2 separate regions of the Mus musculus genome follow, and region 2 is linked to region 1. The links are chromatin contacts, called in public promoter capture Hi-C maps. All regions are on one chromosome and are shown on one strand. The core of a region is the stretch at or near the end of the contact, and the rest is flanking DNA. Distances in the headings are between cores, read along the strand shown.

The links. Promoter capture Hi-C pulls out the DNA fragments that hold promoters and counts their contacts.
Region 2: a promoter capture Hi-C map of the HPC-7 cell line shows a contact between it and region 1. The contact joins the enhancer-like site here to the promoter of Flnb in region 1. A contact is called at or near these places in 17 of 39 promoter capture datasets (the 3T3-L1 cell line, 3T3-L1-derived adipocytes, the C10 cell line and 11 more), 10 of 484 Hi-C or Micro-C datasets (the G1E-ER4 cell line, the HPC-5 cell line, Th1 cells and 4 more), 11 of 115 datasets of contacts at active chromatin or transcription factors (bone marrow-derived macrophages, embryonic stem cells, extraembryonic endoderm stem cells and 1 more) and 2 of 9 other capture datasets (adipose tissue and liver).

The regions. Positions count from the first base shown.
Region 1 is chr14:7,815,919-7,821,228 of GRCm38.p6, reverse strand. Flnb (filamin, beta) reads right to left here and starts at 3,272. Exons shown (of 46, transcript NM_134080.1): 1 at 2,786-3,272. The coding sequence starts at 3,077.
Region 2 is chr14:8,058,358-8,063,991 of GRCm38.p6, reverse strand. Gm52100 (a long non-coding RNA gene) reads left to right here and starts at 451. Exons shown (of 3, transcript XR_003951032.1): 1 at 451-487; 2 at 829-902; 3 at 1,033-3,504. Within about 2 kb of position 3,886, at least 8 of the 459 cell types and tissues checked have an H3K27ac peak or open chromatin away from gene starts, as enhancers often do. A contact at or near this core is called in the HPC-7 cell line, where this site is marked.

The DNA of each region.
Region 1 (5,310 bases), core at 2,023-4,522:
GCTCAGAGGATTAATCTTGCCTCTCTCTCATCAAAGACCCCCATGATCCCTACCTACTGCGTCTGAGGCTAAGGTTCAGACTGTGGATATCCAGCTTCAACACCCTGGAACTGCAAAGTGTAAGTAAGCTCTACCAACCCTTCTATGCAGGGAAGAGGAAGGGAGGCTGTATTGGCTCTCTGACACTAGAAAGAAATCCACTCGAAGTTCAAATTCAATAGCTTGGCAATCATGCATTCTGGGCTCCGTGGGCTTCCTAGCCCTGTTGCCTCTAGAATTTGGTTCATTTCTGTTTCCTGTCTTTTTAAGTAGGAAACACTAATACTAACAACAGCATCATTAACAACAGCAACTGCTTTCTAAGTAACATGTGGCAGCCTAGGACAGAACTCAACCCCTGCCTGACCCTCTAGGGGACTGTTAGAGAAGATCATTATCAGAAGGACATTAATTGATATCAATTGATTGATTATCCTGGCTATTCAATGGGAACAGTCAACAGAACATACAGTGGGTGGCCCTAGTAAAAACTGTCATGGCAAGCACAAGACAACACACGCGAACCAAGGTCCAAGCCAGATGACATTTTTTTTGGGCTGGTCATTACCTATGACATCTATCCCTAGGCCTAGGCTCCATTTCTTCCTGCAGCAGTCTGGGCCCCTGGCAAGATGGATAGGTCTCCAGAGGCTGGAAAACCTGTTTGCTGAGAGATCTTTCTGGAAAGCAATAGGGAGGCTAGGGAGGAGTTGTATGTGGTCACACCCTCTAACCTAGGAATACTACTCTGGGGAATATGATCCAAGAAGTATTTTAAAGAGACAAATCAAACAGTACAACTTGTGAAGGACTACTGACACAGCTGGCCATGGGTAACAGATGAATGGAAGATAACTGTGAGATGTTAGGCAATGGGGGGCTCAGGCCTCAGCAGGTTCGAGTGGAAATCATGAGGACCAATTAGAAAACTGTGAGGGACCACCAGGCAAGGCCAGAATGAGACCCACAAGCTTGGAGGAGCATGGCTGGGAGCAGCAGCCCACGAGTAAACAGCTAGTCAATTAGGAAGTCCTTGATTTTCTGGGGCTGTGATTTCTTTTCTTTCTTTTCTCCTTCTCCTTCTCCTCCTCCTCTTCCTCTTCCTCCTCCTCCTCCTCCTCCTCCTCCTCTTCCTCCTCCTTCTCCTTCTTCTTCTTCTAAAAGCAGTTCTGTCAGGTTTAACTCCTGGTTTAATTTAATTTTCTTTGTTGAGTTAATGAAATACATATAGCATTTAAAACAATGGATGAAGGCAAGTCCAGCTCAGCCAGGCAGGCTTTGAAAATCACTCTTCATAGGAAAGTAGAGTTCCTGTAGAATTCTGAGGTCCTCCCTCCTCAATAAAAGAGATGCCCACCCCCCATGTGATGCACCCCTGGCAGCTTCCTCCACTGAGAACCCACCCCTGGGAGGGAGAGCTTGCTGGGAGGCAGGCTGGTAGCTAGCGGCCTGGCCCCAGGAAGTAGCAAGCGCATCTACCTGCCAGCACAGGTGTGGGGAAAGTCCAGGGCGAGGCCAGGAGGAGGCTCAGTCCAGAGGGAACCCCTTTCCACTAGAGAAAGTCCCAGAAGCCACACCCACCTTCCTTCCTTTCTGTCACTGGAGTCACTAGAATGGCCTTGCTTCCTCAGGAAGAAACCTCAGCCCTAAGAATCCCTTTCACGAAGTGCACACATCCTCTACATAATACTTTGCACACCCACTGTGTACGGAAAAAAAAAACTTTCATAAATAGATGCTATATGTGCACACACGAATGCCTACGGGGGCAAACAAGTGAGCCCGGGCATAATACACACCTCCCTTGTCCATCACAAAACACATTCTCAAGAGCCCTGTTTTCTCTTTAGAAGCCTAAAGTACTCGAGGTCTTAATTCTCTCACCCAAGGCGGGAGGAAAAAAGCAGGACTCAAACTCTCTCAGGAAGACCCAGGAAAAGGGGGTGGGGACTGCTTTACTTCTAAGTTGGACCACATTGGAGGTGGCCCTGGGAACGTCAATTAGCCCGGTAAACGTCCCCTCTTCTGTAAAATGGGCCTAAGAACATCTCAGGCCACCGGACGTCAATAACTCAGAGAGCCACACAGCCAGCGCCAGTCAAGCCCTTTTCTACACACATTAATTATTATCAACCACTAAATTATCTCAACCTGAAGGAACCGGCCAGCGCTGAGCCAGAGCTAGGAAGTGAGGACATTCCCCTGTGACGCCCCTTCCAACCTCAGAGCCCACACCCATTCCGGTCTAAGAAGGGGAGGGTCTCAGGTCCTCGTCTCCACCTAGGTGGTGAGATCCTAAGCAAGAGAGCGGTCGCGGTCGCGTCCTAGGTCTCCACGCCCAGACTCGAAGCCAACGCCCTTTCAGCCGGGCGGGTCACTCAGCTCTAGGCGCACCTGGCTAGCGTAAAGTAGGGATTTGGTACTTGAGTCCACGGCGTTGTCATTAGGGTCAGCAGACGATTTCCCCAGCAATCCCAGGAGTTCCCGCAAATTAAATTCCAGGTGTGACTGGAAGGTCTGAGTGCTTAACCCACCCCAACACTGCAGCGGCACCGCCAGGAGCACCGTGTCGAGCAATCACGCCAGGTCCCAGCCCACAGATGGCACCGCGGAAAGGCCTATGTTCCTAGGTCCTCATCCCAGGACCATCTCCCCCTCCCTCACACCCGGGAAGCGATGCGCAGTGGGGCGCGCTGCCGGATACCCCCCGATTACTGCAAATTTAGGGCCTGGCCACAACACTCACCAATGGACACGAGCTTAATGCTTTCGTGGTCTAGGAACTCCAGAGCCACAGACACATTCTCCAGCTTCATCTGTCTGAAGGTGGGCCGCTGATGGTACTTGTGGTGCATGCGCTTCTGGCTGAGCACCTCGAGCAGCGCGATGAGCCGTAGCCCGTCGCTCAGGTCGGTCTGCAGGTTCCCGATGCGTTTATTCACACACTTGAGGTGCTCGTTGCACCAGCGCGTGAACGTGTTCTGCTGAATCTTCTTCCACGGCGCGTCCTCCGCCAGGTCTTTCTCCGTCACCGGCATCCTGGAGGCAGAGAGTACGCGGAAACAACGAGCTGCAGGGACTGAGATGAAAAGCCCCAAGGGCCCGGGGAAGGGGAACTGAGGCAAGTGGGGAGAGGGTTAGAAAGCGCTGCTATACTAGCCGCAACAGGATCAGGACTGCCTTCGTCCGTCCCCGGGCGCGAAGTAGCCTGGCCTGGCGCCTGCGCGCTACGCCGCCCCGCCCCCGAGGCTCCGCCCCGTTTCTACCCTATAGAAGCGAACTCCTTAGCTGCGCTCGCCCTCTACGGTCCAAAGCCTGCATTACGCCGGAGGGTAGGGTGGGGTGGTGCTTCCTAAGTATCCCCAACCTGATGTACTGCCCAGCAAGGAGAAAGTAACTTGGGAAAGGCCTAGAATAAGGGCACACGAGGAGGCGGGGGACTAGCCTAGAAGGAATGGTTGCGTCAAGAGGGAATATGCCACCCATCTATAGGTTCAGTGAGAGGAAAGTGTTTTTCTCAGAGTCTGCACGTAAATTAGACACGTTGATTTCTAAATGAAAAGGAACTCAGAGCTGGGCGTGGTGGCGCATGCCTTTAATCCCAGCACTTGGGAGGCCGAGGCAGGCGGATTTCTGAGTTCGAGGCCAATCTGGTCTCCAGAGTGAGTTCCAGAACAGCCAGGGCTACACAGAGAAACCCTGTCTCGAAAAAACAAAAACAAAACAAAACAAAACAAAAAAGAAAGAAAGAAAAGGAACTCAGCCTTAAAGTCCAATACCACGTCCATCTGAGTAGCAGTAGTGAAAACGAACTGTTTTCTATGGCTATTAGAAGTTTTTTGCTGGTGTAACACAGATTTCCTGTCTTGCATGTCAGTAAGTTAGATGTCCCGTCTGGGGTTCATTGGCCCAAGGCATTTCTTGCTGGAGCTTCTGGGAAATAATCTGCTCCTTTGCCGTGCCAGATTCTAGACGCTAGGTGCATGTGTTGGCTTACGATGCCTTTCTTGTCTTCAAAGCCGGTAAAACAAGGCACAGATACCTTTTTCACCCTGTCATCTCCTCAGTTCTCCATAGTCAGGTCTTCCTAGAACTCTCTTGAAGACCCTGTTGACTGTATTAGGCAAATTGATTAGTCCAGAAGATCTTGTTATGTTTTATTTTTTTTAACTATGATGGCCAAGAAAGGGCCGGATAAATGGGTCATGGCACCTACTGACCGGTGTCCCTCTTCTCTTCCCTTTGCCTGAGAATTCAGTTCCTTTCTCTCCACATCCCAAGCCTGGTAGCCCTCAGCTCAGCTTGGCTGTCTCCCCCCTGGCCCCCCAGTGTCGAGGAGCAGATGGAGATCTAAGGTCTCGAAGAAACTGAAGATACGTGTCTGACATGAATGATATCTGTTCCATGCTGGTCTGCATACCCCAGCAAGAGGTCTAGAGTGATCTCAACTACAGCTGAGTACCTGGTGTAGAATTGCCATATGAGATGTAGACGACAGATGAGTGAGTGGGTGAATGGATGGATGTGTGCTTGCAGACTGAGGGGGGCAGCCTTCATCCTGCATGCAGAATCAACTGGGGTGTGGGACACCCATCGTGTGAGACCTACAGCCTGACATTTCAGGCCTGAAGAATCTACATCCTGTCCCTGCCCTGGGTGGGGTGTTTGCTCTACTCATTTCCACAAAGCAATTAACTGCAAACATATCAATCCAAGGAGATTGATACTAGAAAGCCCAACAGTCCTTCCTGCCTTATAAGGAAGCTCTTGTCACTGACCTCTGCTGGTTCAGGCTCCCAGTGTCTGCTCTCATTCCAGCTTTTATACTTTCCTTTGGTATGGAAGAAACAGTAATAATACTAGGAGAACACCTCACAGTTTATCTTAGTGACTTAGCTTTCTGAGTCCTTATACACCCAGGGAGCGAACCTGGATCCTTAACTTCATTTTCGTTTGCTTGCCATTTTCCTTGTCCATAACATCAGATCTAATTATCTCTCCAGATTGAACTCCTGAGAGTGGGTGTGGGGGGACCTTTGCCACACAGAACTTGGCTCACTTACCCCTTCCTCCTGGAGGGAAACGTCAGCTATCTACAGGGTGTCACTAGACCATGCAACCGTACAGTCGAGTACAGAACAATAGGGCAAAGCTTCTGGTCCTATATAAATACAGGTTGTATATGTGTATATAATTACCTGTCGGTGCATAAAATACCTCTGGGATGATTCATAAGCAAACAGTAACCAAATTCATAGCCAACATTACGTT
Region 2 (5,634 bases), core at 2,637-5,136, 240 kb before region 1:
CTGATACCAGGCAAGGCATAGGAAGGCAGGAGACAGAAGAGGGGACCAGACAAACACAGTAGCCTCAGACATGTTGCCCCACCTGGAAGGTATTCCAGTCCCAGTACTTTCTGAGAGTTTCCTCAGAGCAAAGCAGAGCAGAGAGCAGAGAGCAGAGCAGAGCAGAGAGCAGAGCAGAGCAGAAAGCAGAGCAGAGCAGAGAGCAGAGTAGAGCAGAGAGCAGAACGCAGAGCAGAGAGCAGAGAGCAGAGCAGAGAGCAGAGAGCAGAAAGCAGAGCAGAGCAGAGAGCAGAGCAGAGCAGAGAGCAGAGTAGAGCAGAGAGCAGAGTAGAGCAGAGAGCAGAAAGCAGAAAGCAGAGAGCAGAGCAGAAAGCAGAGCAGAGAGCAGAAAGCAGAGCAGAGAGCAGAGAACAGAGAGCAGAGCAGAGAGCAGAAAGCAGAGAGCAGAAAGCAGAGAGCAGAAAGCAGAGAGCAGAGCAGAGAGCAGGTATGACTTCCCTGGGATATGGGCCATCACAGGAGCTCTTGCAGAACATAGACTTGAACAGGCAGACTTGAACATTCAATCTGGCATATGTCACCCAGTACCAATGTCATTCTTGTTGTCCCCCCATCCTGGACAAAAAGCCCAGACTGATGGCAAATATTCTCACCATTGCTTGTCCCTCGGTATCTTCAGTATTGCCCAGAGGGCTCCATCTGCAAGGACTCCGATGGTCCTAACTCCATGCAGGGGGAAGGAGTCTGCTGGGGCTTTTTGTTTTTATCCCAGAACTTTCTGGCAGTCTTGCAGGAAGGGCTGGAATGAATGATTCCTTTCTTCTTCAGAATTCAGCAAAGGCACAGAGCCCAGCAGGATCTGGTGTGGAGGAGGCTAGCTGGCAGTAACTAGCACGCTTTTTGTGAGTACTGAAGCAGGAAACAGGGTGCAAGGGACCTCCCGGCATGGCTGAACCAGCAGAGAACTGGAAAACCTATTTTATGTGTTTATCAAAAACAACTCATATTCTTGGTTCATGACTTCTATTCCAGGTTTTCTGTTGACAGTGGAGGGAGTGGGGGCCATGTCCTCCTGCAAAACCTGCCTACTGTTCTTGAAAAGAACCCCCAAGACCAAGCTCTCAGTACAAAGGAGATTTATTTGCCCAGAGGGACAAAGACAGGAGGTAGAGGAAGGGGAAGAGGGGCAGAGGGAACAAAGAAGAGGGAGAAAGGAGACAAGGGAGAGGCCTAGGGGAGTGTTTGTTCTGGAGTGGGTCAAAGGACTGCTTTTGGATAGAGGGAGACAGACTAACACATAGGCAAATGGTGCTTTATAAAGAAAAACTGGGAGAGCCTGTTAGAAGGAGGTGTTTAATTTTAACTGGGTTTGTTAATTAGGTGAGCCAAAGAGGACTTGTGGGCTTCAGTACTTTGATAGTTGGACCTAGACAGTCAGCTCTAGGAGGAGGAAGTGGCTAAATTAGGGAATAGACCTTGGGGAGTAGCTTTCAGAATATAATCTAACAGTTTTTAGCAAGGCAGAGAGAATGGAGAGAAGGGCAAGGCCTGCCAGAGTCATGCTTGCAACGCTGGAGCTGGCCACAGTCCCTTCAGTTCTTCCAGTCAGGTAGGTGACAGCTCAAACCCTGCCACAAGGCAGATCCCTCTCCCCACGCCCCTCTGTGCTTTGGGACAGGCTTGCTCTGGTCACATGATCTTCTTGCCTCCTCCTTCCAGGTCCTATGGTTATGAGTATACACACTACACCTCCCCCACCCCCGGGGGAGGGGCTTCTAACCCTCACCAGGAAGAAATTCTATGTCCAGGAGTCAGCTGTTCCAAAACTGATCTGCAGGGCCTCTTTAGTGATTGATAGCAACCCATCTCTCACCACCCAGATAGAGACTCACCCCCTGCCCAGAGGCTGGGAACTCTTGGTAAATGAAGATCAGGATGCACAAACATCCACTGCCTAGTTCCTCTGAGAAACAGAACAGATTCTGTAGACTCTCTCTCCTGTTGAAGGACTCCCTTGTCTCACTTTACTTTTAGCTCCTGGAGGTGGAAGCTTAATTTTGCCCATTTTCAGCCGTTCTTTTCTAACGCATGCATTCACACCTGTACGTTTTCCTGATCAGTGCATCGGCTGCGCCTCACAAGCTAGAGGTCAGTTTTTGTATCTTTTCTAAGAACTATAGCGCATGCTTCTCTAGTCAACATTCACATCTCACCATGGATTTCCATTTAAACTATAAAAAACAGAAGCAAATGAAAAGGAGCAAACTGATGACTTCTGCTGTCCTTTTTCTTTTGCATTTTTAATAGGCTATCACTCTGAGACTTTAAAATAAACATCATTGTACTGATAAAACTTTCAAACATTTGTTAAAACAAGAATAAACCATACATTCATTTTCTTGTGTGAATTTGCCAAATATTCATGACTTTTTTCTTTTCTTTTCTTGGGTATTTTCTTTATTTACATTTCAAATGTTATCCACTTTCCTGCCCCCACCCCATCCTATCTCCCCTCCCCCTGCTTCTATGAGGGTACTCACCCACCCACTCCCACCTCCTCGCCCTGGCATTCCCCTACACTGGGGCATCAAGCCTTCACAGGACCAAGGGCCTCTCTTCCCATTGATGCCAGACAATGCCATCCTCTGCTACATATGTGTCTGGAGCCATGGGTGGCTCCATGTGTACTCTTTGGCTGGTGGTTTAGTCCCTGGGAAGTTCTGGTCTGGTTGGGTGATATTATTGTTCTTCCTATGGGGTTGCAAACCCCTTCAGCTCCTTCAGACCTTTCTCAAACTCCTTCACTGGAGACCCCATGCTCAGTCTAGTGGTTGGCTGTGAGCATCTGTTTCTGTATTTGTCAGGCTCTAGCAGAGCCTCTCAGGAGACAACTATATCAAGCTCCTGTCAGCAACCACTTCTTGGCATCTGCAATAGTGTCTGGGTTTGGTGACTGTATATTTGGTGGACCCCCAGGTAGGACAGTCTCTGGATGGCCTTTCCTTCAGTCTCTGCTATAACAGAAACTTGGTTGTATACACCTTTAATCCAAACCTTTAGGAGGCAGAGGCAAGTGGGTCTCTGTGAGTTCAAAGACAGCTTGGCCTCCATCAAATTCCAGGCCATCCAGGGTTATCTAATAAGCCCTCTGTAAACAAACAAACATTACTATTATATGGTGTTAATGATATGGTTAAACTAATTTCGACATTTGCACATCTTGTTGTCATACCAAACCATTTGTTTTTGATGTTTGTTTGTTTGTTTTGTTTTTAGTAGAGCTTAATATCTTGGCTCTTACTGTGGTACAAACCCAAAATAACAACTTTTAGACATTGGAGTTCATTGTAATAAGGCTGTACTTCAATGTCCCTCACATCACCAAAGGATTTTACCTCCATAGTAGCTAAGCTAAGAGTTGACAGTTCTGCTGCTCCAAAGAATGAATTGTAGGCATGATTATTTGGATATGTATTTCCGGCTATGGTCAAAGCTGTTTTTTTCTTTTTTTCTTTTCTTTTTTTTTGGCTTTTTGAGACAGGGTTTCTCTGCGTAGCCCTGGTTGTCCTGGAACTCATTTTGTTGACCAGGCTTGGCCTCGAACTCAGAAATCGGCCTGCCTCTGCCTCCCAAGTGCTGGGATTAAAGGCGTGCACCAACACCGGCCTGGTCAAAGCTATTTGACTTGAGTGATTGTCATTATTTTCAGCCTACTGGTGTTGGGCCTGATTTGGCCAGATACTGAGGCCTAGTGAGGAAGTCTGAGCCTTTACTCGAGTTTAGAGACCTGTCTTGTTCACTTCCATATTGGAGTGACTCAGCACAACCTGCTTAAGCCTGCCTCTGCCTAGCTTCCGCTGATGTGTCAATTTCTTATAGGCCCCGTGAGATCACCCCACACTTCTCGTCATCTCACCCTATACCCTCCGTCACTCTTCCCCATCCCCTATGTCATCTCACCTCACCAAAAATTCCCACCTCCTTCCTCAACCCTATATAAACAAAAGACTGATACAATAAAGCGAGTTTTGAGTTCCTGCTTTGACAGACTCCCTGCCTGGGTGTGTTTGGGGCCCTGACTGTCACCATCCCACAACTGACCAGGTTCTCTTCTCTCAGGCTAGACCTGCCGGGGAACAGGTTACATTCATTTTAGAAATGGTGTGTGTATTAAGATGATCTATCCATGAAGTCATTAATCAAATGTTTCAATGAACAATGGTTCTGCTTGAAGGATGGCACAGACTTTAGGTGAGGGCAAGATTCTGTTTCACTGGCTGTGATGAATTTGAAAAGCATTCATCTCAGAAAAAGAGTAACTTATAAGGTCCTCTTCTTGATTTATATTGATACAATATAAATATTAAGCAAGACATTCAGTCTCACTCTTTGTTGTTCTCTTACAAGCCACCTCCCAAGTTAATTGTCTACATTTCTTTTGGTTGTATAAATAATTTTGAAATATGTAAGCTGTTCTGAAAACCAAAGTATTGAGTAAAAACATCAAATAAACAATCCTACTAATAGAGAGGCTGAGATAGGAGAAGCATGACCTCAAGACCATTCTATGATGTATAGCAAGACACTGTCAAACAAGCAGAAAGTATATGGTTAGTACAACACTGGACCTATTTCTCCAATTACCAAATTAGAGAGACCACTGAATGACAGCCAACAGATTTCTATTTCCTCATATTTTTGAATTTCAATTAATTAGCATATGTTGGTAATATTAGTTTTAATATTAAGAGATATTAAGGAAAAGTGATCGTTACTTCCTGTATTTTTGTTGTTAGAGGTGGAATTATGTTTGTGTGGCTATCTTCTTCTTCTTTTCTTGACACAGGGTTTCTCTATGTAGCCCTGGCTGTCCTGGAACTCACTTTGTAGACCATGCTGGCCTTGAACTCAGAAATCCACCTGCCTCTGCCCCAAGTGCTGGGACTAAAGGTGTGTGCCACCACTGCTTGGCATGTGGTTATCTTCTTTTGAGTTTGTTGAAAGATTATTTTCTTGCTTTTTCTAGGGTGTAGTTTCTCTCCATGTGTTGGTGTTTTCTATTATCCTTTGTGGGGCTGGATTTATGGAAAGATACTGTGTAAATTTGGTTTTGTCATGGAATATCTTGGTTTCTCCGTCTATGAAAATTGAGAGTTTTGCTGAGTAAAGTAGCCTGGGCTGGCATTTGTGTTCTCTTAGGGTCTGTATGACATCTGCGCAGTATCTTCTGGCTTTCATAGTATCTGGTGAGAAGTCTGGTGTAATTCTGATAGGTCTGCCTTTATATATCACTTGACCTTTTTCCCTTACTGCTTTTAATATTCTATCCTTATTAAGTGCATTTGTTGCCCTGATTATTATGTGTCCGGAGGAATTTCTTTTCTGGTTCAGTCTATTTGAGGTTCTGTAGGCTTCTTTTATGTTCATGGGCAACTTTCTTTAGGTTAGGGAAGTTTTCTTCTATAATTTTGTTGAAGATATTTACTGGCTCTTTTTAAGTTGGGAATCTTCACTCTCTTCTATACCTATTCTCCTTAGGTTTGGTCTTCTCATTGTGTCCTGGATTTCCTGGATGTTTTGGGTTAGGAGCTTTTTGCTTTTTGCATTTTCTTTGACTGCTGTGTCAATGTTTTC